Linked DNA regions of Mus musculus: all the other regions are linked to region 3. Evidence: chromatin contacts called from public HiChIP or PLAC-seq, Micro-C and promoter capture Hi-C data. All regions are on one chromosome and are shown on one strand. Each heading gives the region's core, a stretch centred on a gene start, on an enhancer-like site or on the middle of the called end of the contact. The rest is flanking DNA. Distances are from core to core; before and after follow the strand shown.

Region 1 (4,399 bases), core at 1,899-4,398, 160 kb before region 3:
GACAGCCAGAACTATACAGAGAAAAACCCTGTCTCGAAAAACAAAGAACAATAATTACACATGGCAGGAAAATATCACTTAGTTCTGTAATCTGAGCTTCTCTGGAGTCTTTTTTTTGTTTTGTTTTTGTTTTTGAAGACAGGGTTTCTCTGTTTAGCTCTGGCTGTCCTGTAGACCAGGTTGTCCTCGAACTCAGAAATCTGCCTGCCTCTGCTGCCCAAGTGCTGGGATTAAAGGTGTGTGCCACCATGCCTGGCTTTTTCTTCTTTCTTTCTTTCTTTCCTTCCTTCCTTCCTTCCTTCCTTCTTTCTTTCTTTCTTTCTTTCTTTCTTTCTTTCTTTCTTTCTTTCTTTCTTTCTTTCTTTCTTTCTCATTTGTTATGTAAGTGCATTGTAGTTGTCTTCAGACAGGCCAGAAGACAGCATCAGATCTCATTATGGTGGTTGTGAGCCATGTTGGGATTTGAACTCAGGACCTGGGAAATAACAGTCAGTGCTCTTAGCCACTGAGCCATTTCGCCTGCCCAAAGACCTGAGTTTCTTTCTTTCTTTTCTTTTATAATTAATTAATTAATTAATTAATTATATGTAAGTACACCATAGCTGTCCTCATACACTCCAGAAGAGGGAGTCAGATCTCATTTCAGATGGTTGTGAGCCACCATGTGGTTGCTGGGATTTGAACTCAGGACTTTAGGAAGAGCAGTGGGCACTCTTAACCGCTGAGCCATCTCACCAGCCCCAAGACCTGAGTTTCTTAAAGGGGTCATGGAACAGTCCCTGGCAGACAAGACTGATATGCTACACAGTTGCCAGTGGCAAATTGCTTGATGGGTTGAGGAAAAGTCCACAAACCTGGACACAGAACTAACTATTCACTGCTGAGGTGGTGTGAGCAGAGAAATAAAAATATGTTGTTTGTTTCCTTCATATGACTAGAAAACATCAGAAAAATCCCAGCTCCTGATAAGCTATTGTAAATGGAGTAGTAACTGCCTTGCATGCTATTATCTCTGGAGACATTGCCTTTAGTACCAGTCCTGCTTCGTCCTTTTTTGAGTCCTTGCATTAAGCCTTGCCTTCCTGTGAATTTTTGTATTCTCCTGTTCTCTTAAATTTGTGCTTATGCCAAATTGTGGGAGTGAGTTCTCGACACCCTGATGTGTGGATTTCAAGGATCAAACTCAGATCTGTAGGCTTGGCCAGAGGTACTGATAATCTGTCCCATTTCAAAGGCCCGACTTTATCTTTTTTTTCTTTTTTAAAAATTAAATTTATTAGAGGCAGGTGGATTTCTGAGTTCGAGGACAGCTTTGGTCTACAAAGCAAGTTTCAGGACAGCCAGATATACAAAGAAACCCTGTCTCAAAAAAAAAAAAAAAAAAAAAAAAAAAAACCAAAAATTATTTACATTCCAAATGTTGCCTCCCAAAGGCCCAACTTGAAAAGAATTTTTTTTGTTGTTTGTTTTTTGAGAAAAGAAAATTTTAAGTCCGGCATGGTGGCAGAAGCCTTTAATCCCAGCACTCGGGAGGCAGAGACAGGTGGACAGGGGTGTTGGGGCTGGAGAGATGGCTCAGTGGTTAAGAACATTTACTGCTCTTCCAAAGGTCCTGAGTTCAATTCCCAGCAACCACATAGTGTGGCTCACAACTTTTGTAACAGGATCAGATGCCCTCTTCTGGTGTGTCTGAAGACAGCTCTAGTGTACTTGTCATATATATAAAATAAATAAATAAAATCTTAAAAAACTATTACAGGGTCTCACTCTATTAAGGCTGGCTGGGAAAAGAGATGTTTGCCTGGTTTTGCTAGAGTGTTTTGTCTTATTTGTCTAAAAACTTATCTGTCAATATTTCTCGCACTTTATAGGTATGGGAAGGAGAATCAGTTCAAGGTCAAAATCTAATAGAGAAAGGGAATGAAAGAAAAATAAAGAAAAAAAGAGAGAGCCAGGTTTGCTTTTTTCTATTGCAAAGATTAAATTGAGGCCTCAGTCTTCACCTCTGAGCAGAACTCAGCTAGAAGTGCATTTCTGACCTCCAATCAGGTTACTTTATAATCCCAGCACTGGAAAGGCTGTGGCTGGAAGATTCCTGCCTTTGAGGGCAGCCTGGGCTACACAGAGACTTTTAAAAGCTAAACAAACAAACCCGTTATAGCTGGTACCTAGTTAAGAATACATTTAAAGGATTTATTTAGGGTGTAAGCTTGACAGTTTGGGACTATTTCTCCGAACAATCTAGGGACATTTATTTGTTTTATTTTGTTTTGTTTTTTTGAGACAGGATTTCTCTGTATAGCCCTGGCTGTCCTAGAACTCACTTTGTAAACCAGACTGGCCTATAATTCAGAAATCCACTTGCCTCTGCCCCCCAAGTCCTGGGATTAAAGGCATCTGCTAGGCTATCGAGGGACATTTATATACCACAGTTCAGGTATGGAATTGGGGGAGTGGAGTGTAAAGCCACAAGCCAGTTTTCTCCCTTCCACCTGAAGCAGTAGATTTCCTTGTCTAAGGGCAGACTTCTGGAAGAAGAGAAAGCTATCTTACCTTGGGATATGCCTAGTTAAAGTCAAGCCTGAACCTCATGGCAGGAATTTCTCTCTTACTGTATTTCCATTTCCTATAAAGTGATTATGATCACTAATGAGTCCGCAGTCAATGGCTAATCAAAATAAAGATGTAGGGAAAAAATCAAAGCTAATTTGATTTCTCTTTGGTCTTGAAGTTGGTTTGACACCTCTAGGATGTCACCTGGATGACCCGACTCGCTTCTGGAAACATTCGTTTTCGAGATACCTTTACTCCCATCTGATTAGAGATACTCTGACTCCCATCACTGAAAGAGATGGTGACCTGTAGATTTCAACACTCCTTTGACCTAAGAAAAAAGGGGAGGGAGCGCGGGCGGAATTTCAGGAAAGCCTAGGAAGGAGTGGACAGGAGAAGGGTCGAGAGGAGTCCGGCTCCGATTTGGGAAAATCCAGCTCGCATTTTGCCTCTCGCTCAGCGGTACAGGGTCCAGCAAAGGCTGTGCCCCAGCTACACTCCTAGAGGTCTGTACTGGGGAGACACCGCTGCTCTGGGGGGGGGCGAGGGCTGACCTGGCTGGGAGTACCCGCGCACTCCGCTCGTGGAACACTGCACTCTGCAACTGGTTTGTACAATCCCGGGGTCTGTATTCGCCCCTGGACGTCCTCTCCCTCCCTGGTCATGTACCTCTACCTGCCTCTTCTACGGGAACATTCGCGGAGCAGCTCCCCAACCCGGGTGCTCGGGCCCTGACCGTGCCGGATGGTAAGTGTCCATCCTAGGCCCGCCTGAACTCCTTGGCGCGTGCCGGAGCCTCAGGCTCCAAAGTTGCACGGACCAAGACCCGCTGGAAAGTTTGTCCAAGGATTGGTGCAGGCTTCTAGCAGGGGTGACCCGCGCTGCCCTGGGATCCAGAGGCAGTTTAGGGTGAGCTGGGGCGGCAGCAAAGAGCCGGGGAGTTGGGAGAGGGTACTACTCCGTGGCGGGACGGAGCTGGGGGGCGGATCTCGATCGGGCTAGGACTTTGCACGCCGCGATGCTTGGTGATGACTCGTGCGAGTCAACTCCGCGCCACGACCCCCTATCCCGGGCCGCTCCGGGTCTTTCGTGGCGGGTGACTAACAATGCTCGCGGGGGACCTTACAGCGCTCCCCAGAAAGTTTAGTTAGCCCTGGCTAGGATCGGTTCGCATGGGGACCTCCAGACTTGGCATCAACTGGAGATCCTGTAGGGGAAACGCATGTATGGCCTCTGGGAGGTCCCCAGACAGGAGTTCTTAGAAAGTCTGGGAGTCTGCCTGTAGGGAGGCGATAGCTTTTGCCAGCGAGGAGTGGGGAGCGCGAGCTGTCGGGTTCAGAAGTGTCTCACGCGTTTGAGACGTACCCCATCCTTCGCGGATGAACCCTAGAAAGGGGTTGCTGGGAGCCACTTCGGGAGTGCAGGGGACCTGGAGGTCTGGGAAAGGCTGGTCCGGAATTGGGAGGTTCAAGAAGAAGCAAGAAAGTAGGATATGTTGCCAGCGCCGAAACGCAAGTTTTTGGAATGCTACTGACTGGTTCTGGGATCCTGGAGAGGGGATTGAGGGCGTACGTGTGCTCGCAGCGGCAGAGTGAGTGCCTAAGACTTATCGTGCTGCACGTGAGCTCCGGGAGCTCGCGGTCCCTGCCTGGGCTGAAGAGACCACCGCCTACTCCGCGGGGTAGGGAAGCAAATCTTCCTTTTTCCGGAGGGGTGTGCTCGCCTATGATTATTCCAGCGCTGGGTTGGTAAAGGCATAGAGATCTCCGTGAGTTTCAGGGCAGCTAGGGCTGCATGGTGAGACCAGTCTGAAAAAGCAACTTCCCCTTTCTCTTACTCTCTCCTT
Region 2 (5,075 bases), core at 186-2,685, 250 kb before region 3:
TATTTTGACAAACCCAAGGTAGTCTTCTGTGCCTTTGACCTAAGCAACTAGGAGATTGGTTCCAGGCCGGCCAGGGTTACACAGTAAGACCCTGTCTCGAAAAAAACACAACTCCCAGGTCAAAAGAAAAGAAAAAAAAAAAAAAAAAGGAAAGAAAAAAATTCTAGTACGGGCTGGAAAGAGGTTAATTCCCCATACCTGTGGTAAGCGCTTAACTCCAACTCCAGGGAGACCCGACGCCTCTGGAGGCCCCTACACTCAGGTACACACTCATTAAAAATAAAAATAATTTTTTTTAAACCAGCTGTTCCCCCAACACTCTAAACACTGCCGAGTGGCACAAATATTTTTCTGCGAAGATAGCAAAAGAGATGTGAAAACCAAACCTAACATTTATTAATCTCCAGAGAACTCTGCCATGTAGCTGTTTCTGTAGTCCCAGCGTCTGTGATTCTTGGGTCCAGCCTGGTCTAAACAGAGTGTTCTGAGGCAGCCAATGCTATATAGAGAGACCTGTCTCAAAAACAACCTTCAAGTAAATGACAAACCCAGGTGGTCAGTGCGTTCACAATTTAGTGGCCCACTCAAAACAAAACAAAACAGCTGGGCGTGGTGCGACACACTTTAATTCCAGAATTTGGGAGGCAGAGGCAGGAGGGAATCTCTGAGTTCGAGTCCAGCCTGGTCTACATAGCTAGCTCCTGGACAGCCAGGACTATGCAGTGAGAACCCGTTTCGAATAACAAAACAAGAGTCCCCTTGCTCTGGCACTTGGCTATGGTTTGCATCCCAGCTCTCTTAGGCTGACTTCCTCCGCAATCTGAAACAGCCCGGCTGGGTGATGAAGGATATGGCCACATCTTTTCCTCCACTCTCCGTCGAGGTGTGATTCCCTCCGTCCACCCCCGCTCCCGAAGTGAAACCACCTGACGTTTAATAATCGGCAGAATTCTCTTTTTAAGAGTGTTCATCACAACCTGTAACCTGCACCGGAGGAGCCTAGGACAGCGGCTGTGCAGCAGCGACCGCAGGTGGGGCTCCTCGGCAGTCCCTAGAGGCGGCCCCGCTCCCTCTGCGCCCCCAGCCTGCAAGGGGGCCCCGCGGAGCGCGCTCCTGGCACTACACCGCTCCCCTCCCCAGCCTTCCGCCCTGCATCCGCGTGACTGGGAAGCCATCCCTGTCCCTGGACGCCCTGGTCCCCGCCCGTCCGCCGACCCCAGCCGCCAGGCCCCAGGGCGGGCGGGGCGCAGGGATGCGGGCGGGCGGACGTTGCCATGGAGACCCCGGGAGCCCCCGGTTCCCGGGTGACTGCGTGACCCAAGCGAAGGATGGTGACCCCGGCTGCTGCCCTTACCCATGGCGGCGGTGCGTGCGGGACACGGGCTCGCGGAGCGGGTCAGCAGCTCCCCGCAGGCGCGCGGCGGCCACCGCGTCTGGCCCGGCTCGGCGCTGCCACAGCGCCCCTGGCGGCGGGAGGACGCCACGGCCGCGTGAAGCTGGTCCCCGCCGATCACCCCCACCCCCACCCCAACCCCCATTTGACCAACCCTGACAGCGTCAGAGAAAGAGGCGTGACGGGGACCTGGGGCACAGCGCCAAGGGAGGATGTAGATGCGGGCCTCAAGCTACCTGTCAAGGTTTCATCCTTGCAGGCTGGATGGGTTTAAGGAACACACCGGCCGACTCGGAGCTAGCCGACAGATTTTAGAAAACCTCACACAATTAGCAGAGCCGGCGGCTTGTAATGCCAGCATTTGAGAGATGGGAGTTAGATGGATCCGTAGTTGAAGACCAGGCTCACTTACATAATGGATTTGAAGCTCGCCTAGTCTCAAAGGAAGACACTAAATCCAGCTGCTAACCCCAGCACTCAACAGGAGTGGACGCAGGAGGACTGCTAGGACCTTGAGGTTACTCTGAGCTACCTAACAAGTGCCAGGTCGTCTAAGGATAGCTACAAAACCCCTGTTGCATGTAACAAAATGTGATACTTTGTAAGTGGGTATGGTGGACCTAGAAAATACCAACTCTTAGGAGTTGGAGGAAAGACACAAGACCCCAGTTCCATGTAACAAAATGTGATACTTTGTAAGCGGGTATGGTGGACCTAGAAAATACCAACTCTTAGGAGTTGGAGGAAAGACCTAGAGTGTTTGTTGCTTAAAAAAAAAAAAAAAATCCTTTCCTTAGTGAGGTGTAAACAACGTCTACCAAATGCTTCCAAAATTCTGAGGACACACCAAAAATGATTAACACCGTTCCCGCTGAAGAAGCAGTGAGTTATGGGGGATACTGGGGAGGACTTCGAAATCCCTCTAGGAATGATGACTCCTTCCTGGCTGCAGATAGTCACCCCTCCACTAGCCCCTCCCTTCCTATATGTTAGTTCCTCCCTAAGGCCATTTGCAGTTAGGGTAGAATTGCATACAACAGCTTGCAAGAGAAAGACTGGTTGTTCCTGTGAAGGTCCCATGACCCTCCCTCCCTGCCCTCCTATGAGGGAATTCAAGTCAACTTGCCCAGCTGTGATCTTTTGCAAGCAGATGTAGGCCAGTTTGCTGAAAACAGTGGTAGTTTTGACTCAGTCCTGTACAACACAGTTCAAGATCATTCTCCCAGACATTCGAGATTTCAAGGCCAGCCTGGGTTATACAGGGCTGTCTTTTAAAAAATGCACAGGCACACACACACACATGAATGCTTCCTCCTGCCTTTCAACTTGCCATAGATAAAACTTGCAACAGGCACCTGGGTGTGCTGCCTGTCATATACCTATAACCCCGGGATCCACCCTTCAGGCAAAAGCAAGCAGATCTTGATTCCGGAGCTAATAAACCCATCTCAAAAACTTAAACCACCAAAAGTGGGTAGACAGATGCAAGTCACAATGTTAACTCAACACTCTGGTTTAGAATGTTAAGAGATAGTTGCCTGAATCCAGCTGTCTCGGGACCAACGTCCATTCTGCTGGCAGAGTCAAAACTGAGTTCATGGTCCCAGGCCCCAGACCCAACACTTATTCTGCTTCTTCAGGGGTTTCATGTTTGTCTGTTATCCAGTAAAGGGGGGGTTGCCTTATCTAAAACAAGGCATGCAAGCATTGCTGGGGGTGAACTACCTGACTGCATGCAGCTTGCCCACTCCTTTGTTCCCTTATCATTCTGAATTCCAGACCAGAGTCCAGGGGGAGACCTGACTGCAAATCTGAATCAAGGACCTTGAAACCAGGTGACCCTGATAAGGCCCAGTCACCAATGTTTTAAGTCCTTGCTCAACCCCCTTGTGTTAAAATATGCTGGACAATGCTATGGCCCGGCCCATGCTTTGGGGTTCCATCCTTAAAGATGCTGTACAATTTCTCTTCTGGATCATAGTGAACTCCGAAGTCTGTTCTGTGTCTGTGAGCAATCAGTAGTGGCCTGAGCACTATAAAAACTTGTCATCTGCTAAGATGAACGTTCAAAGGCACAGTCTCCCGAGTCTGTGCTATAGTCTCTGGCCGGCCAGATTTTGCTGCCTAATTCAAATAAAGATCATGCTTTGCTGGGCTCTTGTGTTTCACTTAGGGTTTCATCGCTGCGAAGAGACACCAGGACCAAGCCAGCTTTTCTACAGGCAAGCATTCAGTTGGTGCTGGCTTGGTTTCAGAGGCTCAGTCCAGGATCACAAGAAGCATGGCAACATGCGAGCAGATGTGTTATTGGAGAAGGAGCCAAGAAGTCTACTTTTTGATCCAAAGCAGCCAGGAGACTCTTCCACAGTGGGCGGAGCTTAAGCAAAGCACCTCAAATCCCACCCCCACAGTGACAAACTTCCTCCACTGCCACACCTCCTAATAGCACCACTTCCCATGAGCCAAGCATGTTCAAACCACCTCAGGTTGCTTTGGTTTTCTCTTGTACCCCAACAATGATGCATTAGATGCAATGGTGTCCAGCACGTCTAACAAATGTCGAGGAAGCATCTTTTTTCCCTAAGAGGTTTGCTGTTTTGTGTGTATGTGCTTACACCTGTGCGTTCTTACCTGAGAGAATGAATTCTGCTTTTAGATGCCCTTTTCTGGTTTTGACAGGTCTTGGGTAGCCCAGGTCAGCCTCCAATTTATATAAGTAGTGGGAAAGTTTTCTTTAATGTGAGATTGTCATACACGGAGAAGTATATTTACAAAGAGTCCTAATATAAGTGGGAGATGAATTGGAACAGAGACCTGACCTACCCAGGCCCTGAAAGCCTAGGAACATTTGACGCAGAGGTCAGTACTGTCCCGACTCTCATGAGAATCCTTTCCCTACTTTTAGAGTATACTACCACCACCTAGGTACAATACCACCACCTAGGTGGGTGACCCTAAACAATGTAGCTCTGGCTTTAGGCTGCTTACACTCCCCACAAATGAAATAGTGTACAACTTTGTTACTTATTTCTCCCCCTCTTCATATCTAGGAGGACTCCAAGCCCCAAGGAATCCCCCAAGCTTGAGGTGTTTCCTGGCTGTGCATTGCACAAGTCGGGTCTGATTCTTTATCCTAGCCCAGTGCTCCCAGAAATCCTAAGACTTGACATAGATTTACGAATACCTTGGTCATAGAGCTAAGCTCTTTTCCGACTAGATATAACTTAAAATAACTCATTTATTCTAATCTACACTCTGCCACGGACTGGTTACTTATGCTCAGGTACCATGCATCTATCTCATCGCATTTTCTTTCCCAGGGGGCAACTCCTGCCTGGCACTCTCCCAGAATCCTTTCTGGCTCCTGGATATCCCACCACCTATTTTCTGCCTAAGCCACAGGCGATCGTATTTATTACTGACAGGTGCCACATTCATACAGACCTAAGATATTCTCTCTACAGTGCATCTACCCTTCTGTGCAAGAGTCTCTAGTGCATACAGGTAATACCAGAACGGTCTGGCGAGATTGCTCAGTGGGTAAAAGCACTGAGCCACCAGGCCTGAGTTTGATCCTCAGGGGCCCACATGGTGAGAGAATTGATTCCTGAAAATTGTGTCCCAACCTCAACATAGATGGTGTTAAGACATAAGCATCCATCAGCCAGTAAATAAATATAGT
Region 3 (4,976 bases), core at 679-3,178:
TTTGGTTTTTTTCTTTTTTTTTCGAGACAGGGTTTCTCTTTATAGCCCTGGCTGTCCTGGAACTCACTCTGTAGACCAGGCTGGCCTCGAACTCAGAAATTCGCCTGCCTCTGCCTCCCGAGTGCTGGGATTAAAGGCGTGCACCACCACGCCCGGCCCTCCTCCTCCTGTTGCTCTTCCCCCTCCTCCTGCTCCTCCTCTACAAATCAAATGCCTCTGTTTTCACTCCGTCCCTAGCAAGTGAGAAATGGCAGTGACCTTGACAATAAGCTCTGTGCCTTTGTCCCATCGAGAAGCCAGAATTTCAATGCACCTATGAGTCTTTTCCCAGCATGGAAGGTGGCGAGCCACCAGCACCAGACAAGGTTGCCTGACCCTTGCTTGGTCTGGAGCTAAACTCTCTGTTTGCCTGAGTAAAGGTGGGATACTTTTTAACCTAACTAATTATAGTTTTTGTCATTTGAGGAAAAAAACCCAAAGTTTAAAATACAGGATTATGGCTGGGCTGGAGAGATGGCTCAGTTGGTAAAAGCAAAAGGGCCGAGTTTAAATCGTCAAAACCCATATAAATTGAGGCAGGATAGTACATAAGATATAGTATGTGTATAATCTCTAATGTCTGTAATCCCAGTGGTGCTATGGTGAGGCAGGGGGTGGGGGCAGGAGACTTCCTGGAAGCTCTTAGGTCGGTACCATGGTACACACACATACACACCCCAGCACTTAGGCATGGCCATTCACAGGCAGGCAGGGTGGCACACATGCATGCTATTGATACAATTGTCTCCAAGATGCTTGGGGACAGATAGCCCATTTTTTTCAGATGCTGGCACACTTGGATCTACTTGAGGAGCCAAGTTGGAGATGGGTCCCACACAATTCACTCAACTCATAGCCACCCCTTTTACACACATCCTGAAGTCAAGTGTGATGTTTTTTGCGTGTGAAACCACAGTAGTACTTAAAAAAAAATTCTTAGAGCATCTGGGATTTGGGGATTAGAGATATCAATCTACAATAGTTAATTTAACAGAGAGTTGTGAAACTGGGCTATTGTTATTAATAACATCTGTGATTGATGGATAGGGGTATGGATTATCTCATTATGGTAGTTATAAAGGTGGTGTAGTTAAAAATAAAAACGGTTGCACAAGCAAGAGGAACATGAGTTTGAGACCAGCCTGGGAGACATATGTTGACCCTGTCTCTCTCTGTGCCCACCCCTGATTATTATATCGATATTATGGATGGTAAGTCTGAAATGACCCCTCAGGTCTTGCCGAAGCACCTTGCTCTTTATAGTATTGAGTTCATAGTTAAGTCTAATGTCTATCCTGCCCGGTTTCCTTATTCCAATAGATCTTTATCCTCAGGGACCCAGGGCCTCAATTCCGGCCCAGCCTGTTTGTCCTTATCGCTCTGCGACGCCGGCCATAGTCTGCAGGGGCAGATCTCGGCCTTTCCTTTGGGGTTCTTGGGGCATGATCGAGTGCAGCGTCAGAATCCCCAGGCCCTAACCAGGGTGGGGCCCCAGGCTTTTGCTACCGCCTCTCGCTCGCTAACCCTGCTTTCCTCAAAATTCTCAAAAGAAGGGGATACACTAGGGGAGGAGACAGACCCTGGAACTTCAGAAAACCATGGATGAGAGGGTCCTCAGAGTCCTCTGCTGCGAGATGAGGAACCTGGCCAGGTCCAAACCCAGAGACGCCAGAGAACTAGCCTGAGAGGTCAGGAACGGAGCAGAGGCTCAAACCTGGGTCACCTCCCACGCGCGACCTGGGTCCTCCGGGCACTGCGGGTGGGCGATGCCACCGGCTCTTCTGGTTGCTGTGGGAACCGGGAGTGACAGCGACGCCCTAGAAAGCCCCGCCCCACCCCGGCCCCGCCCCCCTCAGAGGGCTCCCGGGGCAGCCGAGGTGGGCTCAGTGATCTCGAGTCCCGCGAGCGGGCGGCATGGCGCGGCCCGTGCAGCTGGCACCGGGTTCGCTGGCGTTGGTGCTGAGCCCGCGGGAGGCCGGGCAGGCGGCGGGGGAGCCGGGCGGTCGCGCGCTCTTCCGCGCCTTCCGCCGCGCCAACGCGCGCTGCTTCTGGAACGCACGGCTGGCGCGCGCCGCCTCGCGGCTGGCCTTTCTCGGCTGGCTGCGGCGCGGGGTGCTGCTGGTGCGCGCGCCCCAGCCCTGTGTGCAGGTGCTGCGGGATGCGTGGCGTCGCCGAGCCCTGCGGCCGCCCCGAGGCTTCCGCATCACCGCGGTGGGTGAGTGTGGGGCGGAGGTCGCCAGCGCCCGGGGTCATAGCAACAGGTCCCGGGAGCGCGCGGGTTCCTGGTGTTAGGGGAGGGGGCACTTTAGGAAAAGTGAGGCTCGGGTCCGAAAGAGGATCCGATTGCTCCTTCCTTCCTTCCTTCCTTCCTTCCTTCCTTCCTTCCTTCCTTCTTAGCTTCCCTTTCTTTTTCCTTCCGTCTTTCCTTTCCTTTTTCCTATCTTTTCCTTCCCTTTCCTTTTTCCGTCCGTCTTTCCTTTTCTTTTCTTTCTCCATTCCTTTCCCTTCCCCTTTCCTTAACTTTGCCATCCTTTCCTTTTTCCTTTCCTTTTTTTCCCCTTTTCTTTCCCTCCCCTCCCCTCCCCTCAGCTCCCCTCCCCTCAACTCCCCTTCCCTTCCCAGTACCTGGTGTTCCTGTCCTGCTTGTCTTGGATGGAGGAGTGGTCTTAGGTCGCTCAACTTTCAGAAGTTTTTTGGGGGGGGGGCGGGATCGTCCTTAACTGGTGGGGAAAAGAAACAGATGGTGCTGTAGACACATCACACATCATTCACCAAACAGAGAAAGTTCCACCTCCCAGTCTTTTCGGACTAACCCATTTGTTTCTCGGTTGAGAAACTGAACCGCTGCACCAGTGGGGTGGTTACTGACACAGGCCACTAACCTCTGGCAACTGTGTCAGCTCCCAGTAACAGCTGGTTCTGTCCTCATTCTGTCTGTGGGGGCTGTGGGACCATTCGATGGTTTGGTGGTGACAAGAAGCCAGTTGTTTCAAGGAACCTCTCCATCATAGTCTGGTTCTCCTCCTCCTCCTCCTCCTCCTCCTCCTCCTCCTCCTCCTCCTCCTCCTCCTCCTCCTCCTCCTTCCCCCATCCCCAGAGAAGCACCAGCAAAACAAATTTGTTTTACTCCCTGGGGTAAGGGTCAGGGCAACGGGAGACACCTGATGCTGTGTGTGGTCTTGTCCAGGAATAGTGACCTCCTCTGGCCTGAACCTGGGAAGGCCTCTAAACTTCATGCCATCTGCAACCACCCACCCCCAGCCTGTCCCCATATTTCTTTGATTAAGAAGAGAGATGGAGCCCGGCATGGTGGCGCACACCTTTTATCCCGGCACTTGGGAGGCAGAGGCAGGCAGATTTCTGAGTTTGAGGCCAGCCTGGTTTACAAAGTGAGTTCCAGGACAGCCAGGGCTATACAGAGAAACCCTGTCTCAAAAAACAAACAAAACAAAACAAAACAAAAAACAACAAAGAAACAAACAAACAAAAAACAAGAAGAGAGATGGTTGCCAGACTACATAGATAGGGTCTCATCTCCTTTCCCATGCAGGAATGTCAAAAGAATGGTTTCCGGGTTCTGAAACAGGGAGCCAGGTACCCAAAGTTGGAATCTTCTGCAGACAGGCTGGATTTTGAAAAAAGGGGCTTTCAGTTGCGTCCTGGGCTTCTCTGGTTTGAATTAGTGGTTACATTCTCCTGTCTCCTGACTCCTTCCAAAGGGTGAGTATACTGTGTACTGCAGAGAGGGAATTGGATGCAGTGTGTGTGTGTGTGTGTGTGTGTGTGTGTGTGTGTGTGTGTGTGGTGTCTAGACCCCAGGGCTGAAGTAAGAGAGGCTTTATGTAACATCTGAGGCAGCCATTGTAGCCCAGGGAGCCGTGGTGTATGCTGGTTGTAGGCATAGAAAGGTGAGCTGGCTATTAATCCTTTCTATCATTGCTACACCTGAGCAGTGCCCACGGACACAAAAAGATTTGGCAAAAATCCTCTATGTTTATTTATATCTGGGTGTGCGTGCCTTGATACATATTCAGCAGTTGACTGACAGCTCTTTGGAGTCTGTTCTCTCCTTCCACCGTGTAGAGCTCAGGAATTGAACTCAGGTTTTAGTAACAAGAGAAAAACATAACAGGTTTATTTTAAAATTTTAAACATAATTTAAAGGTTTTTTTTTTTTTAAAAAAAAAGAATAAATGTTTATGTGGTGTGGGAGGGGCACACGTGTGCTCTGATGTGTGTATGAGAATCCAGGGGACAGCTTAGAGGGGGTCAGGTCTCTCCTTTCTCCATGTGGGTCCTGGGGATTGAACTCAGGTAACCAAGCTTGGTAGCAGGCATCTCTATGCACCGAGCTGTCTCACCGGCTCTCTTTATGTGATGTGGGAACCTTTGGAAATGATCCAAGGGCTCAGAAGAAATTGCCTGTTTCTATGTCCATCTTTGGTAAAGGATGGATGGCCAAGAAGAAATTGACGAAGATAGACCTACATGATCACATTCTTCTTTTGACTCTGTGTAGCGTCTTCCTTCTGCTGAGGCAGGATCTCTCTGGAGTGGGGATGTTTCTTCAGTGGATATATTTTTAAGATGTATTATTTTATATGTGTGTGAGCCTGAGTGTGTGCTAACGCGTCTTGTGCATGCCGATACCCACCGAGGCCAGAAGAGGAGTCAGATGCCCCGGAACTGGAGTTACAGCTGGTAGTGGGCCGCCATGTGGGTGTGAGGACTGAAACCTGGATCCTCTGAAAGAGTAGCTGGTGCTCTTAGTCACTGAGACATACATTTATTTATTTATTTATTTATTTATTTATTTATTTATTTGAGGTAGGGTCTAATGCCGCCCAAGCTGGCCTCAGGTTGCCTGTGTAGCCAAGGTTGCCTTGAACAGGTCTTCCTTCATCTACCTCCTATGCCTTATTTCTGGGAGTTGAACC
Region 4 (4,813 bases), core at 42-2,541, 190 kb before region 3:
TACAGCATGGACTACAGATTTGTTGTTCTTCTCAAGCCCCTCCCACTTTTGTCCATCAGTTTACCATCATCTATCTACAAGATTAACCAAAACAACAAAGCCAGGGATCTTTGCTATCACCTCCATCTATCTTCTATCGCATGACAAGGTCTGCGGGCCTGCTTCTCCAACTGTTTGGTTTTTGTTTTTTGATTTTTTTTTTTTTTTCGAGACAGGGTTTCTCTGTGTAGCCCTGGCTGTCCTGAACTCACTCAGACCAGGCTGGCCTCGAACTCAGAAATCTGCTTGCCTCCCAAGTGCTGGGATTAAAGGCGTGCACCACCACCACCGCTGGGCGGTTGTAGGCAATTTTGCACAATATCCTTAGTCATTTTATTTTGTTTTTGAGACAGGGTATCACTTTGTATTCCTTGCTTGCCCAGAACTTGCTATGAAGACCTGGTTGACCTCAAACTCAAGATCTGCCGACCTTTGCATCTGCCTGGTGCTGCGATTTAAGGCACATTCCACCATGTCCAGCTCATATCCTAGTCTATTTTTCAAAGTTAGCCTCTAGAGACGGACTGTGCGACATGTGCCTGTAATTCCAGCACTTGGGATGCAGAGGCAGGAGAATCGGGAGTTCAAAGCCAGCGTCAACTACATAAGGCTCTTGAGGTGGGGGGGCGGGGGGGAATACATTAAATATTCTCAAATCATTATCCGCACGCGCGCGCACACTCACGCGAAGGGGACGCGAGCCCAAGCTGGCCTCCACCTCCAAAACTTATTTTCCTTTCAAGCAAACAGCAAAACCCAATCCTACACTGTCACACGTGTTGTTTGTAACAGAAAGGGGTGGTCCCCACCATGTCCCACCTAAAGGATCCTGTTTTCAACCTTAAGAAATAGGTGCTTGGTTCAGCGGAGGGATTAGCCCCGGCTGCAGGGGCTGACGTGAAGGCCCGGCTGGGTGCTGCAGCAGGAGAAGCTCGGGACTGTCTGATCGGCCCGCGGACCGGCTTCAACACCCAGCCCCGGGGTCCGGGCGGCGGATACTGACCTCCGGCCAAGAAGGAACGCAGCCAGTAGAAGTCTCGGCGTGAGGTCGGGCCCCCGCTCCCAGCCGCCTGCGGCACCGCGGGTGCAGGCTCGGCCGCCGCCAGGGCCGCCGCAGCCACCAGGGCCGCCATCGGGACCTGCGCCACGTCCCGAGCCTCCGCTGCCAACTTACAAAACACTGGGCAGCACCATGGCTGGAGCCGGCTCTGACAGGAGCCCAGCCGCCGCGCGGGCGGGGCCAGATGATGCCCATGGCGCGCGGCGGCGAGGAATGATGACGCACGCAGCCGCCGCTGGGACCCGTCCAAGAGAGCAAGGCGGAAGTGGGCGTCACCCAGGGGGTCTGCGACACTCAGGGTCCCGGGTTTCCTGCTGAAGGTTTGCGAGCCTCTTGAGCCAGACCAGTAAATTCAGGCTTGCAGTCTCAGCACGAGCGAACCTGATGACTCCTGACCATGGAGATCAAGACCCGCTTGAGCTATGTAGTGAAGCTCATGCCTGTCATCCCAGCACTCAGGACTCTGAAGCAGGGGCATCACCTCCAGACCAAGACCAGCATGGGTAACTTAGTGAGTTCCCGACTAGCCCAGGCTGCAGAGAGAAAGATACTGTGTCAAAAGAAAATGCTAGACAAGCTAGCTGGCTCAACGGCTGAAGGCACTTGTCACTAGGCTGGCCGACCTGAGTTGTCTCCAGACCCGGCCTAGTTGAAGGAGACAGTCGATTCCCACAAATTATTCTTAGACCTCCATACATGCAACTTGGCAGCACGCGCGCCCACACGCGCACACACTATAATAAATGTTGAGAGCCATAGAGATGGCTCAGCGGTTAAAAGCACTCTTGTTCTTGTAGAATACCTGGGTTTGATTCGCGCGCGCGCGCGCGCGTGTGTGTGTGTGTGTGTGTGTGTGTGTGTGTGTGTGTGGTGTGTATGGTGCCTCTGGCATTAACACAAGCAGCTCAGCCTTCCCTGTCTTTCTGATCCACTCCCATCTTCTGATCTCACACACGATAAATTCTTTAACCTGCTGTCTTCACAAACTCTTTCTCTTTTATTTCTCCTTCTTTTCTTTTTCTTCCTCTCTCCCTGCCTTTCTCGGGACCGGCTATGGAGGCTTGGCTTGTTTGGAGATTCTAGCAGGGTGACACATCTATTCCCACACCCTTTATCAAAGATGGTGTCCTTCTCTCTTAGGGGAAGGTCATCTTTGTCCAAACAGGCATGTAGTTCTGGAAGCCATGTACATGGAGTGGGAAGAGGGGAGGAGACACTCACATAGACAAGCAGGTCGCCAGGCGTGGTGGTCCACGCCTTTAATCCCAGCACTTGGGAGGCAGAGGCAGGCGAATTTCTGAGTTCGAGGCCAGCCTGGTCTACAGAGTGAGTTCCAGGACATCCAGGGCTACACAGAGAAACCCTGTCTCGAAAAACAAAAATAAATAAATAAATAAATAAAAAGACAGCAGGTCAACTTGGTAATCAGTGGAGTGACAGATGGTGCAACTGCATCACCCTCACATCTGTGACCTAGGACTAAATACTAAATATGGCCCAGCCTGGTCTCTAGCCTGAGATACTTCTGCCTCAACCCTGCATGTGCTAAGAGTACAGGAGGATTTCACCACCACTCCTGGGGTGATCTTTATCTGTGTCTCTCTTCCCCCCTTCCTCTGTATCTCTCTCTCTCTGTCTCGGTTGTTCTCTCTGTGTGTGAGACGGGTGTCGGGGGAGAGAAAAAAAAAACAAACTAGGGATCCATTGACCTCAGAGCTTATCAAATGCTAGGCATTTGTATCTGACATCTAGGTTACAGGCATTTAAACTCCCCATCTTCTCTCCTAAGTATACTGTTCATTCAGCTTTCACCCTGCCACAAATGGGAACATTGTGTTCTGTCCATACACTAGAAAGACCACAGACCAGTCAGTCTCCCTGCTTTCTCTTGCTCTCTACTGTCTGTTTTTGACACAACAGCTAAGGCATTAATTCATTCATGTTGTGGTTGGGGGAACACATGTGTGGAGGTCACAGAACAGCTTCTGGAGTCAGGTGTTTTTCTCCTCACTACATGTGTCTCTTGTGGCTGGAACTCAGGCCTTTAGGTGTACTAGAAAGTACCCTTGCCCCACTGTGCCGACTTGCTGATCCTAAAGATGTAAAATAGCTTGGCATCGTGGCTCATACTTGTAAAGACAACATTGGAAAGGCTGGGGCAAGAAAAATGCCAAGAGTGTGAAGCCAACCTGCCCTACATGGTTCTGTCAAAGCCACCCTGAGCTACAGAGTGAAACCTGTTAGAAGAATAAGATTAAGGGCTTGAGGATGTAACTACGTTACATAGACTGCAACACGTTCTAATAGGACCTTCAGCACCAAAGTAACTGGATGTGGTGCTGTGCACTCCTGGGCTACATGAGAAGGAGACCCATCCTAAGCAAAAAAAAAAAAAAAAAAAAAAAAAAAAATTCTGTTTTTCTGTGTAGCCCTAGCTGTTTTAGAACTCACTCTGTAGACCATGCCTGCCTCTGCCTCCCACCTGCTTGAACCATAACTATTTCAGTAAAGAAAAGATAGTCCAAAAATAGATAGATAGGGGCTGGTGAGATGGCTCAGCAGGTAAGAGCACCCGACTGTTCTTCTGAAGGTCCTGAGTTCAAATCCCAGCAACCACATGGTGGCTCACAACCATCCCTAATGAGATCTGACTCCCTCTTCTGGTGTGTCTGAAGACAGCTACAGTGTACTTACATATAATAAATAAATAAATCTTTAAAAAAAATAGATAGATAGATAGATAGATAGATAGATAGATAGATAGATAAAAGAAAAAAGAAAAGATAGTCCAGTCTGTTTTGCTTAAGTTTCTGGTTCCCTTACCTGTGACTCTCCAGTATTGTACAGCAGTTTGCTGACCAATTTCCTTTTCTTCTGATACAGATTCTCATGGAGCCCAGGTTAGCCATAAACTTGCTGCAGGGTGCCCCACAATAATGTAAACTTTTAATTTTTTTAAAGATGTATTTATTGTGTATGAATGCTCTATCTGCATCTATACCTGCATGCCAAAAGAGGGCACCAGATTACATCATAGATTTGTTGTGAGCCACCATGTAGTTACTGGGAATTGAACTCAGGACCTCTGGAAGAGCAGTCAGTGCTCTTAACCACTGAGCCATCTCTCCGAGAGAACACACTCGTTCTTTTCTTCTCTTTTCTTTTCTTTTTTCTTTTTTTTTTGGTTTTCAAGATTTCAAGACAGGGTTTCTCTGTGTAGCCCTGGCTGTCCTGGAACTCACTTTGTAGACCAGGCTGGCCTCAAACTCAGAAATCCGCCTGCCTCTGCCTCCCAAGTCCTGGGATTAAAGATAACATACACTACTACTGACCAGCAAAAAAAAAAAAAAAAAAAAAAAAAAACATTTAAAGATGCTTAAGGTGGGCTGGAGAGACGGCTTAGCAGTTAAGAGCACTGACTATTCTTCCAAAGGTCCTGAGTGAAGACATTGACAGTATACTCACATATATAAAATAAATAAATCTTTAAAAAGGGTGGGGGTGCCGAAGGCATGGCTCAGCAGTTAAGAGCAATTACTGTTCTTGCAGAGAATTGGAGCTTAGTGCTCAGCACCCACATGATGGTTCATAAGCATCTGTAACTATAGTTCCAGTAAATGTGATTTATTCTTCTGACTTCCTTGGGAATCAAACACATATGCAGTACACAGACACCAGAAGAGGGCATCAGATCCCATTACAGATGGCTGTGAG
Region 5 (4,678 bases), core at 1,558-4,057, 220 kb before region 3:
CTGTTAACCACTGAACCATTTCTTGAACCTTCTTTTTTACCCCCCCCCCCCCGCCTGCTTAAGATTATTCTTTTTCTTTTTTAACATTTTTATTTTGTGTGCCTGTATGGGGTGAGTCCCAGGTATCAAACTCTGGTTTTCAGTTTGGGTAGCAGGCACCTTTACCCTTGAACGATCTCTACCTCCTTTCAAATAATTTATCCACGCAAGATGGGTTTTCAGGTGATGTCCTAGAGTTGGGACGGGAACTTAGGGGTGGAGCTTAGTTTGCCTGGCACACTCAAGGCCTTAGGTCAGGTGGTGTCCTCCAGACGCTACCAAATCATGCCAGGTAATCGCAGCATTTGGAGGTAAGGAAGTGGAGGCGAGATACCATCAGTTCAGGTACAGCCTGGGCTACGTGACAGCAAACAAAAACAACAAACCACCAGACCACCAAATCATGGCTCAAAGTCAAAAATGCAAATCACCAGCCATTCCTCAGGATGCACAGAACTTCGTGCTCTCGGTCCTGGGACGCCGTGACGTGCAAGCGCTTCTCCTCGGCTCCTCTTTCATTCTGCGAGGTCTCAACAGCTAGCACCAGGTACCGGTTATCCACTCCTCGGCTCAGAACTGTCTCTGGAAACAAAGCGTCCGCCTTCTTCCGAAGTCTAAATCGAAAACATAGAAACCATCCTATCAGAGCCGCGAGATAAGCAGCCGAGAGTTGGCTGTGTTCTGCCCAAGTCAATCTTCTGGTTTTCTAGTCTTGTTTGATCTGAAAACCTTAAACTTAAGAAAGACAAGGGGGAGAATTCCTGTTGTAAGAGCTGGAGGCTGGGGCTCAGTTGGTAGAGGGCTTGCCAAGCGTGCACAAAGGCTGGGGGTCGATCTGATGGCCAGCACTGCACAAACTAGGTGTCTGAGTGTGGTGGCTCATGCTTCTAACCCCAGCACCGAAGAGTCAGAAGCAGGAGAACGGAGTCATCCTTAGATGCGTAGGCAGTTTGGGCTAGCCTGGACGACATGCGGAACCATCTCAAAGCAAACAAGAAGTGAGTCTTCTCCTTTTAAAAGGTATATGAGCAATAAGGGAAGCTGGACACGATGAACCACTCCCATGGCTAGGGAGGCTGGGGCAGGGGAACTACCACAAAGTCAAGTGTTGCAAGAGATCAAACACAAAGAGCCAGACACCCAAGCTGCTTTAAGTAAGGAAGCAGACTCTCTCTAGAGGGTGGCTACCATAGCTCCTGAAAGCACAAGACGGTAATTTTGTAAGTTTCTGCCTTTGTACTTGATACATGGTTACATATATTCTGATCAGTATTCAAACTAGAAGGCAGTAATGGTTAGAACTGGGGAGGGGTACGGGTTAGGGTCAGTCTACAAACAGGAGAATGCCCACCAGTTTGGCCAACTCTCACCAATACCTGGACTAGACATTAATCAGCCTGTGTGGCTTTTTCTTGGGCCTCCAGGGCCCACTCCTACCTCCTAACCACACAAGGTTAGCCTGGTCTACAAAATGAGACCCTGTATAAAACAACAGCAACAAAACAAACACTTGGGAAGTGGAAAAAAAGAGGATCAGAGATCAGAAGGTCAAAGCCGTCCTGGGCTGGCTACACATCTCAGCTCGAGGCTAGCCTGGGCTACCTCAAAAACTGGAAAATACCAAAAAGGGCTTCTACCACAGTCGAAAGCAATTAGGAAGTACAACTAAAGAGAGCTAGTCCTGTCCATTTTCCAGATAACTGATATACTGGGCATGCCAAAGTTCAGTGGCATAGCACCTGCTGTGCTGGGCATGACAATGTTCAGTGGCACAGCACCTGCTTGCTGTACCTGGTCCGCCCAACTACTGCTTGAAGGAAAAAAGAGGGACGCGGGAAGCAGCATGAAAGGTTCACTGCAATTGCTGCCAGGAGCTGCCAATCATACTAATCTTTATGGCATTAGAGGGCTTGGACCTACTGTATACCGGGTGTAACACCTCCAGGAGCTCTTAAAAGATATATTGAAGGGATGGCACGAGCGCCAGGAGATGCCTCTAAACTCAGGCACTTGCATATGTACACTTAAGTAAATTTAAAAATAAATAAAAGCCGGGCGTGGTGGCGCACGCCTTTGATCCCAGCACTCCGGAGGCAGAGGCCGGCGGATTTCTGAGTTCGAGGCCAGCCTGGTCTACAAAGTGAGTTCAAGGACAGCCAGGGCTACACAGAGAAACCCTGTCTCAAAAAACCAAAAAAGAGAAAGAAAGAGAGAGAGAGAGAGAGAGAGAGAGAGAGAGAGAGAGAGAGAGAGAGAGAAAGAAAGAAAGAAAGAAAGAAAGAAAGAAAGAAAGAAAGAAAGAAAGAACGAACGAACACTGGGTCGTCTGACTAAAGGCGATTCCTGGCAAGCCTTCAGCCCGGAGTTTGACCCCGACGTCCCACGTGAAAGAAAATAACTAGCACGGGTGCTCCTCCGACCGCCACAAGCGGGTCTTCCGCACATGCAAATAAGACAAAATCAAATCCAAAGTATCAATGACAGGGGTGGGCTGACGTGTGAAAAAGCAGCGGGCTACACCAGCAAGCTCAGGTCCCAATTAAGACTGGCCGACGATCACCCTCCAGCTAACACCCGGGAAAACCGCGCAGGTCCCGCTCGCGCCCGCCGCCCTCCCGCAGGCTCACAGCTCCACCCGCGGCACGGCCTCCGCTCCGCCGTCCTCTTCCAGCAGCAGCAGGTCCAGCTCGTCCAGCGGCTCCATTCCTGCCGAAGCCCGCCGGGAGAGCGGGCAGCCGTAACTCGCGGCGCTAGAGAAGCGCCAGCTCGCTGCGCATGCGCAGCAGGCGCCCCGCGCGCCAGCGGCTCCCGCGCTCTCCGCGCCGGGAAGCACAGCGCCGGACCGGAGGCGCTTTTCCGCCGTCTCCACTCCAGGACCGGATGCCTGCATGAACCTGCTGGGCTGCCGCGCAACTGCACGCGTCTCATAGCAATCCCCCGTCTCGGGCTTTTCAGAGCAGGAGAGCGGGAGATGCAGCTGAATTTCCACTACGAACCTGTCTTGTTGCAGGGATCTGATGCCTCCCACCCTCTGGCCTGGAAAGGCATCCTCATGCACATAGTGCATAGTACTCACAAACACACACACAAACAAAATAAATTTTTTAAAAAGTAAATCTAAGCCGGGCGTGGTGGCGCGCGCCTTTAATCCAAACACTTCAGAGGCAGAGGCAGGCGGATTTCTGAGTTCGAGGCCAGCCTTGGTCTACAGAGTGAGTTCCAGGACAGCCAGGGCTACACAGAGAAACCCTGTCTCAAAAAAACAAACAAACAAACAAAAAAAACCAAGCCATCAAAACAAGGATAAAAAATTACTTTTAATATCATATGGATTCTATAACAGACATAGAAGGCAATTTCTTATTTTAGAAAATATCTTCAGTTCTCTTTATTGATAATATAATTGCGATATTTATTTTATAGATTTAAATTACCTTAAGATTGAATGGAATAATTAGCTACAATGTAGTCCAGAAATTAAAATATACAAAAGAGTTTTATAAACAGACTTATCCCCACTCCTGGTACATTTACAAATCACATGATACATTTTTATTTTTAAAGTAAAGATTATAAAAATGAAACTAATTCATCCAATTTTTTCCAAGATGTGACAAGAAATATTTATATACATGAAAAAATGCAGAAATAACATTTGCAGCTTAATTTTAATGTTTTAAAAATCACATCAGTTCTACAAATAACTACCTCTAGAGAAGGCTTGATGCTTCTACTCCATGGGTCATGCTTACAACAAAAAGTGTTCTAAACACAATGATCAGAATTCTTATATTCTAAACAACCTTTTTAAAATGTAACAATCAAAATGTGGTTTATATTTACGCTTCGGACTATGACACACTAAAATTACATTACATGGAAGAACTTATATCTTGACATAATACCTCAGAAACATTGCTTCATCTAAATTGATGGTCCATTTACATTTCCTAGTACATACCAAGTTATTTTAGACAAGCATCTACAATGCTACTCTCCTTTTAAGGGCAAAGATATTTAATCTTTATCATAACTGCCTCTGGGAAACGCAGTGGCATGATAATCAAAGTTCATGGTAATAGCATTTGAACAAGACCTGGGACTTTCTTCATTTGTTGACAATCTCCTTTCAAATACAACAGTAATTTTATTGAGAAGGAAGGACAACTGGGGATATACCTCAGTGTACAGCTGACTTTCTGATGGGATCTCATCATGCCTGCCATGTACAACGTCCTGGACTCAATCCCCAAAGAGAGTTAGAAAGAAAGAGCGCAAGGAAGGAAGTGCTTCTCAAACCACTAGACGGAAAGGTGTCTTTTTACCCACTGGAGAGAATTCTGAGAAGAAACATAATAAGAACACTACTTTGTTGCTGGCTCTGTTTCACAGACCTTACATTTTCAGTTCTCATTCTGCTACAATAAAAGGAAGTCAGCTGATTTAAATAACATTACACAATGTTAGAAGGCTGGAGATGTAGTTCAGAGGTAGAGCGCTTATCTAGCAAGATAGGCAGAGAGACCCTGAGTTTACTCCCCAGAACAAGTAGAGAAGGGACAGAGTGGGAGGGGAAATAACGAGCGGGGTTAGCGGGCTGGGGTGTGGACCATTGGCAGTGTGCGATTACACAATCAGC
Region 6 (4,512 bases), core at 1,776-4,275, 220 kb after region 3:
TGCGGCCTAGGAAAGAGGTCAGGCGCTTGGCAGTCAGGGAGTCTTTCTAAGGCAGGATCTCAGGTGGTTTAGGATGCCCCAAATTCTCTTCTCTTCTCTTCTCTTCTCTTCTCTTCTCTTCTCTTCTCTTCTCTTCTCTTCTCTTTTCCTTTCCTTTCTTTTGTCTTTCTTTTTTCTTTTTTCTCTTCTTCTTCTTCTTCTTCTTCTTCTTCTTCTTCTTCTTCTTCTTCTTCTTCTTCTTCTTCTTCTTCTTCTTCTTCTTTTGAACACAGGGTCTCTCTCTCTTTATATATAGTTCTGGCTGTCCTGGAGTTTGCTGTGTAGATCAGATCAGGCTGTTCTTGAACTCATAGAGTGACTCTTGCTTCTTCTGTCTCCTGAGAGCTGGGGGTCAAAGGTATGCACCGCTCGACAAGTGGCTAGACTCAAACTCTTGACTCTACTGCCTCTGTTTCCAAATGCTGGAGTTATAGGCATAAGCTATTATGCTAGGCTAAGGCCAATTTCATATGTGTGTGTGTGTGTGTGTGTGGTATGTATATATACATAAATATGTATGTATATATAATTTATCTTACGTGCATTGTAATTTTGCCTGGATGCATGTTTTGTGAGGGGGTCAGAGCCTGGAGTTACAGACAGCTGTGAGCTGCTATGTGGGTGCTGGGAATTGAACTTGGGTCCTCTGGAAGAGTAGCCAGTCCTCTTAACACCTGAGCCATTTCTCCATCCTCCCAAGGCCAGTTTTTAAACACTTCTTTTCAGAGTCAGTTTCCCTGAAGCTTCAAAAGTCTGATACTTCCCCTAAGAGATTTATTTCCAATATTTTTGATGACTGTGAAATTATTCCTGAGAGACAGCAAGGATCCAACGAGTGCCCTCCCCAGCTGCGGACTGTAAAGCCAATCTGCCTGAGAGCGTTTGGCAGATACGCCTACTCAATAATTACTAGAAGACTTCCCTTTCACACACCAGTCTGATTTTCTTCTCATCGCTCATCTGTCTCTGGAGTATGGTTTAGAGCACCTGAGTTCTAGAACAGGTCTGGCCACTCACCCCAGAGTGTGAGAAGAGAGGACTAGAGAGAGACTCGGGAGCCCAGGGTCATCTTTGGCCTACACAACAGGTTCAAAGCCAGCTGGGGATACGTGAAACCCTGCCTCAATAAATAAAAATATATAAGGAAGTAAATAAAAAAAAATCCCCATGACTCAGCAGCAGCAAAAAAAAAAAAAAAAAGTCCCCGAGTGAGAAAAATCTCCCAGTGATCACTTTCAGGTACTAGTTTTGGTTGTTTGGGTTTTGTTTCTGTCACTGTGATAAACTACCCTACAAAAGGCAGCTTAGGGAAGAAAGGGCTCAGGGTCACATTTTAGCTCACGCTTCCAGGTTACGAGAACAGTGCATCATTGCAAGGAAGTCAAGGCGGCTTGAACTTGAAGCAGCTGATTGCACAATCCAAAGCAGAGAGGAACAAATGATTGCTGGTTTTCTCTCAGCTTGCTGCCATCCGGATCCCTAAACCAGGGAGGGCATCACGCTGCCTACTATGGGCTGGATCTTCCCACACCAAATAACCAAGACAATCCCCCTTAGGCCTGTCCATAGCCATCCTGATCCGGGCTATCTCCGTCCCTGAGACTCCCTTCCCACGTGATTGTAGGTTGTGTGAAGGTGACTAAATTATCCATCTCTACTTCTAATTGCCTTGAAGGTGTCGTGAGAAACTTCCTGAAGCTGTTAACATGATCTTTCGTTTTGTTATCAGGGCTTTAATTGAAGCTTATCATGAAAAGGGACCAAAGGCAGAGGAGAGAAATCCCAACAGATACTAAAACTCCACACGGTGTGCGCTGGGTCTCTGTGCGCCTCGGTTGCTACAGTTGAGGGTTTCCAGGCTCTGAGGGGGCTTCTGAGGAGAAGTTTCTAAGGAGGGCTTCATTTTCTCTATCAGGGCTCCTGAGCTATGAGATTCTAAAGTCTGTCCTTATCAGGAAACCTTAAGGAATCAGCAGGAAGCCCAGAACAAGGGGAAGGAAACTCCTCCCACCCATCAAAGGATGGCCAAGGGGCAGGCATCTGAGCAGCCGAGGAACGGACACCCTGAAGTGGAGAATGGTTGAGCCCTCAGAGCAAAGGCAGAGAAAGCTGTCTCGCTACAGATACAGCGTAAAACCACCCTTACTGTGAGGCTAGCACAGAGTGGCCATTCCCGCACCCGCACCCCCAAAGCCCCGCAATCTTCGAGGCCAGGGAACGGCTAGTCCTTTATGAACGGCAGCATCTGTGTCTCTGTTTTCACATTCCACGGCCCTCTGAGGGGGGGACCTGCCCTCCTTGTTCCTGATTTTTGCCTTACTCAAGACCAGAAAGAAAAATTTTTTTTCGAAGTAAACAAACAAACAAACAAAAAAAAACAGGAAAAAAAGATGCAAACATGCATGGTCTCAATCCCTGGGGAGCAGCTGATTTTATATATATATATATTCCTCACCTGTTTGTGAGCTAGAGGGAAAGCCAGGAATTCTAGCAGACTCTGGACGTTAACGGAGACCGCTCATCCTGGGGGCTGAGAACCCAGCTCGGCTCGGAATGTTCCCTGCTTGTGCCTGACTCTGTGCGCGCCCAGCTTCTCTTTGATGTGCGCTGTGGATGAGCCGAGCTCAGTTCTGGAACAGCTGAGTCCTCCTGTCTGTTTAGATTGTTACCTGAAGGAAGGGAGGGGGAAGAAAGTGCTGATTCGACTTTTTGATGGGGAAAACTTTTTTTTTAAACATGCAAATGACAGATGGCAGAGCTTTTTGGAAAAAGAAAAAATAATAACCACACAGCAAACGCCTAGGGGGAGTCCGGTGGAGTTTCATCATGGGTATGAACAGTTGTTGTTTTTTTCAACTTTCTTCTTCTTTCTGGGTGTTGATGTGGATCTCTTTCTATTTGTTCAGGAAACTGTGACGTGTGTTCTTGGGCAGGGTCTGAGGTTTTGGAACCTCTTTCTAAAAGGGACAGAAAGAGCACCCTGCTACATTTGCTAATCCAGAGGCTGAGTGGAGCCGAGCTGGTCAGGATGCAGGTTCCCGTCGGCAGCAGGCTTGTCCTGGCTCTCGCCTTCGTCCTGGTTTGGGGATCTTCAGTGCAAGGTAAGAGACCCAGGATCTTTAATTCTCTGCTCTGAAGGCATCAGCATATGCACAAGTAATTGTCTTCATCTGAAGGTGCAGGGTGTCCTATTGTGGGAGGGGAGGTAAGGAAGGATTTCAGGTGCCTCAACAACCTCGTGTGAGTTTACTTGAGTTTGGTCTAAAAAATAATAATAATTAATTAAACTCTAAGGTAAGTGGTGGCCTTAAAACCTGTCAGGATGACTGAAAAGTGTTCTTATTTTTTTGGGTAAAGATGTGTGGTTTATTCATTTAAAGCATTCAAGAAATAAATGGAAAATTACCCAACTGATCTACTGAGATGGTGGCATCATGGAATTTTCTAGAATAGCATCCTATCACTGAGTTGTCTGCATGAACTCCATTTTGATATAAGGTCTCATGTAGCGTAAGATGGTCTTCAACTTGCTATACAGCTGAAGAGGACCTGGAACTTCTACTTCCCGAGTGCTGGGATAACAGGTGTATGTCTCCATGCTGGGTTCCAAAGAACGGAATCTGATGGCGCTGTTATTTTAACAATGAAAGAGGCTTTTGTGTGTGTGTGATTTTCTGAGACAGGGTTTCTCTGTGTAGCCCTGGCTGTCCTGGAACTCACTCTGTAGACCAGGCTGGCCTCGAACTCCGAAATCCACCTGCCTCTGTTTCCCAAGTGCTGGGATTAAAGGTGTGCGCCACCACTGCCCGGCTTTTTTTTTTTTTTTTTTTTTAATTGGGGTAAATGTAGCTATTTTTACTTTCTTCTTAAGCTCGGCTCTTACCAAACATTCAATTTTGGCTAGGCAAAATGCTAACTCTAAAACAATATTTTAGAAACAGCCTGAGGAGTGTTAGCATTTGTGCTCTCGTCCAGAAAACAGGTTTTCGTTTGAAAACCTGTCTGTAAATTTGACTGTCTTTTACAGCTGTTCAGTCATGCTGACTCAACCTCAAACTTTTTCTAAGAAGATGGAATGTTTGTAGAACAAACAAACAAACAACAACTACAAAGAAGCACACTTTATTCGCCTTAATATTTAGGGAACTATGTCTAAATGAGGCAGAAGGTCATGGCCTGATAAATAAGTTGCCGAGTTTATGGTTGAAAAACATAAAGGAAATGTTGAGTCACAGCGACATACGTGTCCTGGAGTTTCTTCGAAGTGACTCCTAGCTGTAGCGTTCTTACTTCCGGTCGAAATGACATCTCACAGGTTACTTCAGAAATTCCTTGCATAGTGGAAGTTTAGAAACTTATTTTCATGGGGCTATGCTAACGTCGTCATCGGAAAACAGGAAGTGACCTTGCTAAGGCTCACTTCTATTTATGTAGCTTTGTGATATTGGCGCCTACACCCAGGGCCTCATGCAT

Evidence for each region. Promoter capture Hi-C pulls out the DNA fragments that hold promoters and counts their contacts. Hi-C and Micro-C count contacts between places; a contact is called where the count stands out from the background. HiChIP or PLAC-seq counts read pairs in DNA pulled down with a chosen protein or histone mark.
Region 1: a promoter capture Hi-C map of liver shows a contact between it and region 3, with 3 times the contacts expected there. The contact joins the promoter of Tet1 here to the promoter of Stox1 in region 3. A contact is called at or near these places in 13 of 39 promoter capture datasets (the HPC-7 cell line, cranial neural crest, fetal liver and 9 more), 2 of 115 datasets of contacts at active chromatin or transcription factors (both in embryonic stem cells) and 3 of 9 other capture datasets (adipose tissue, liver and pancreatic islet).
Region 2: a contact with region 3 is called in a Micro-C map of embryonic stem cells, with 2.3 times the contacts expected there. The contact joins the promoter of Rufy2 here to the promoter of Stox1 in region 3. A contact is called at or near these places in 9 of 39 promoter capture datasets (the 3T3-L1 cell line, the HPC-7 cell line, cranial neural crest and 6 more), 2 of 484 Hi-C or Micro-C datasets (both in embryonic stem cells), 3 of 115 datasets of contacts at active chromatin or transcription factors (craniofacial prominence, embryonic stem cells and neural tube) and 3 of 9 other capture datasets (adipose tissue, embryonic stem cells and liver).
Region 4: a contact with region 3 is called in a promoter capture Hi-C map of hematopoietic stem and progenitor cells. The contact joins the promoter of Slc25a16 here to the promoter of Stox1 in region 3. A contact is called at or near these places in 8 of 39 promoter capture datasets (the 3T3-L1 cell line, cranial neural crest, hematopoietic stem and progenitor cells and 4 more), 2 of 484 Hi-C or Micro-C datasets (cerebellum and nephron progenitors), 4 of 115 datasets of contacts at active chromatin or transcription factors (cardiomyocytes, embryonic stem cells and neural tube) and 3 of 9 other capture datasets (adipose tissue, liver and pancreatic islet).
Region 5: a promoter capture Hi-C map of stem cell-derived epiblast-like cells shows a contact between it and region 3, with 3 times the contacts expected there. The contact joins the promoter of Dna2 here to the promoter of Stox1 in region 3. A contact is called at or near these places in 16 of 39 promoter capture datasets (the 3T3-L1 cell line, 3T3-L1-derived adipocytes, the HPC-7 cell line and 10 more), 1 of 484 Hi-C or Micro-C datasets (embryonic stem cells), 3 of 115 datasets of contacts at active chromatin or transcription factors (embryonic stem cells and neural tube) and 3 of 9 other capture datasets (adipose tissue, embryonic stem cells and macrophages).
Region 6: an H3K4me3 HiChIP or PLAC-seq map of embryonic stem cells shows a contact between it and region 3, with 3 times the contacts expected there. The contact joins the promoter of Srgn here to the promoter of Stox1 in region 3. A contact is called at or near these places in 3 of 39 promoter capture datasets (cranial neural crest, embryonic stem cells and second pharyngeal arch cranial neural crest) and 3 of 115 datasets of contacts at active chromatin or transcription factors (all in embryonic stem cells).

Annotation. Positions count from the first base shown.
Region 1 is chr10:62,886,073-62,890,471 of GRCm38.p6, reverse strand. Tet1 (tet methylcytosine dioxygenase 1) reads left to right here and starts at 3,148. Exons shown (of 13, transcript NM_001253857.2): 1 at 3,148-3,300. The region is part of intron 2 of Gm51805 (a long non-coding RNA gene); the gene reads right to left.
Region 2 is chr10:62,976,612-62,981,686 of GRCm38.p6, reverse strand. It overlaps Rufy2 (RUN and FYVE domain-containing 2), which reads right to left and starts at 1,435. Exons shown (of 18, transcript NM_027425.4): 1 at 1,355-1,435. The coding sequence starts at 1,358.
Region 3 is chr10:62,723,046-62,728,021 of GRCm38.p6, reverse strand. It overlaps Stox1 (storkhead box 1), which reads left to right and starts at 1,928. Exons shown (of 4, transcript NM_001033260.2): 1 at 1,928-2,254. The coding sequence starts at 1,954.
Region 4 is chr10:62,917,111-62,921,923 of GRCm38.p6, reverse strand. Slc25a16 (solute carrier family 25 (mitochondrial carrier, Graves disease autoantigen), member 16) reads right to left here and starts at 1,291. Exons shown (of 9, transcript NM_175194.2): 1 at 1,043-1,291. The coding sequence starts at 1,172.
Region 5 is chr10:62,945,158-62,949,835 of GRCm38.p6, reverse strand. Dna2 (DNA replication helicase/nuclease 2) reads right to left here and starts at 2,807. Exons shown (of 21, transcript NM_177372.3): 1 at 2,667-2,807; 2 at 471-653. The coding sequence starts at 2,743. Slc25a16 (solute carrier family 25 (mitochondrial carrier, Graves disease autoantigen), member 16) reads right to left here. Exons shown (of 9, transcript NM_175194.2): 9 at 3,342-4,678.
Region 6 is chr10:62,506,270-62,510,781 of GRCm38.p6, reverse strand. Srgn (serglycin) reads left to right here and starts at 3,025. Exons shown (of 3, transcript NM_011157.3): 1 at 3,025-3,140. The coding sequence starts at 3,068. Gm51804 (a long non-coding RNA gene) reads right to left here and starts at 2,978. Exons shown (of 3, transcript XR_003949006.1): 1 at 2,828-2,978; 2 at 2,495-2,708.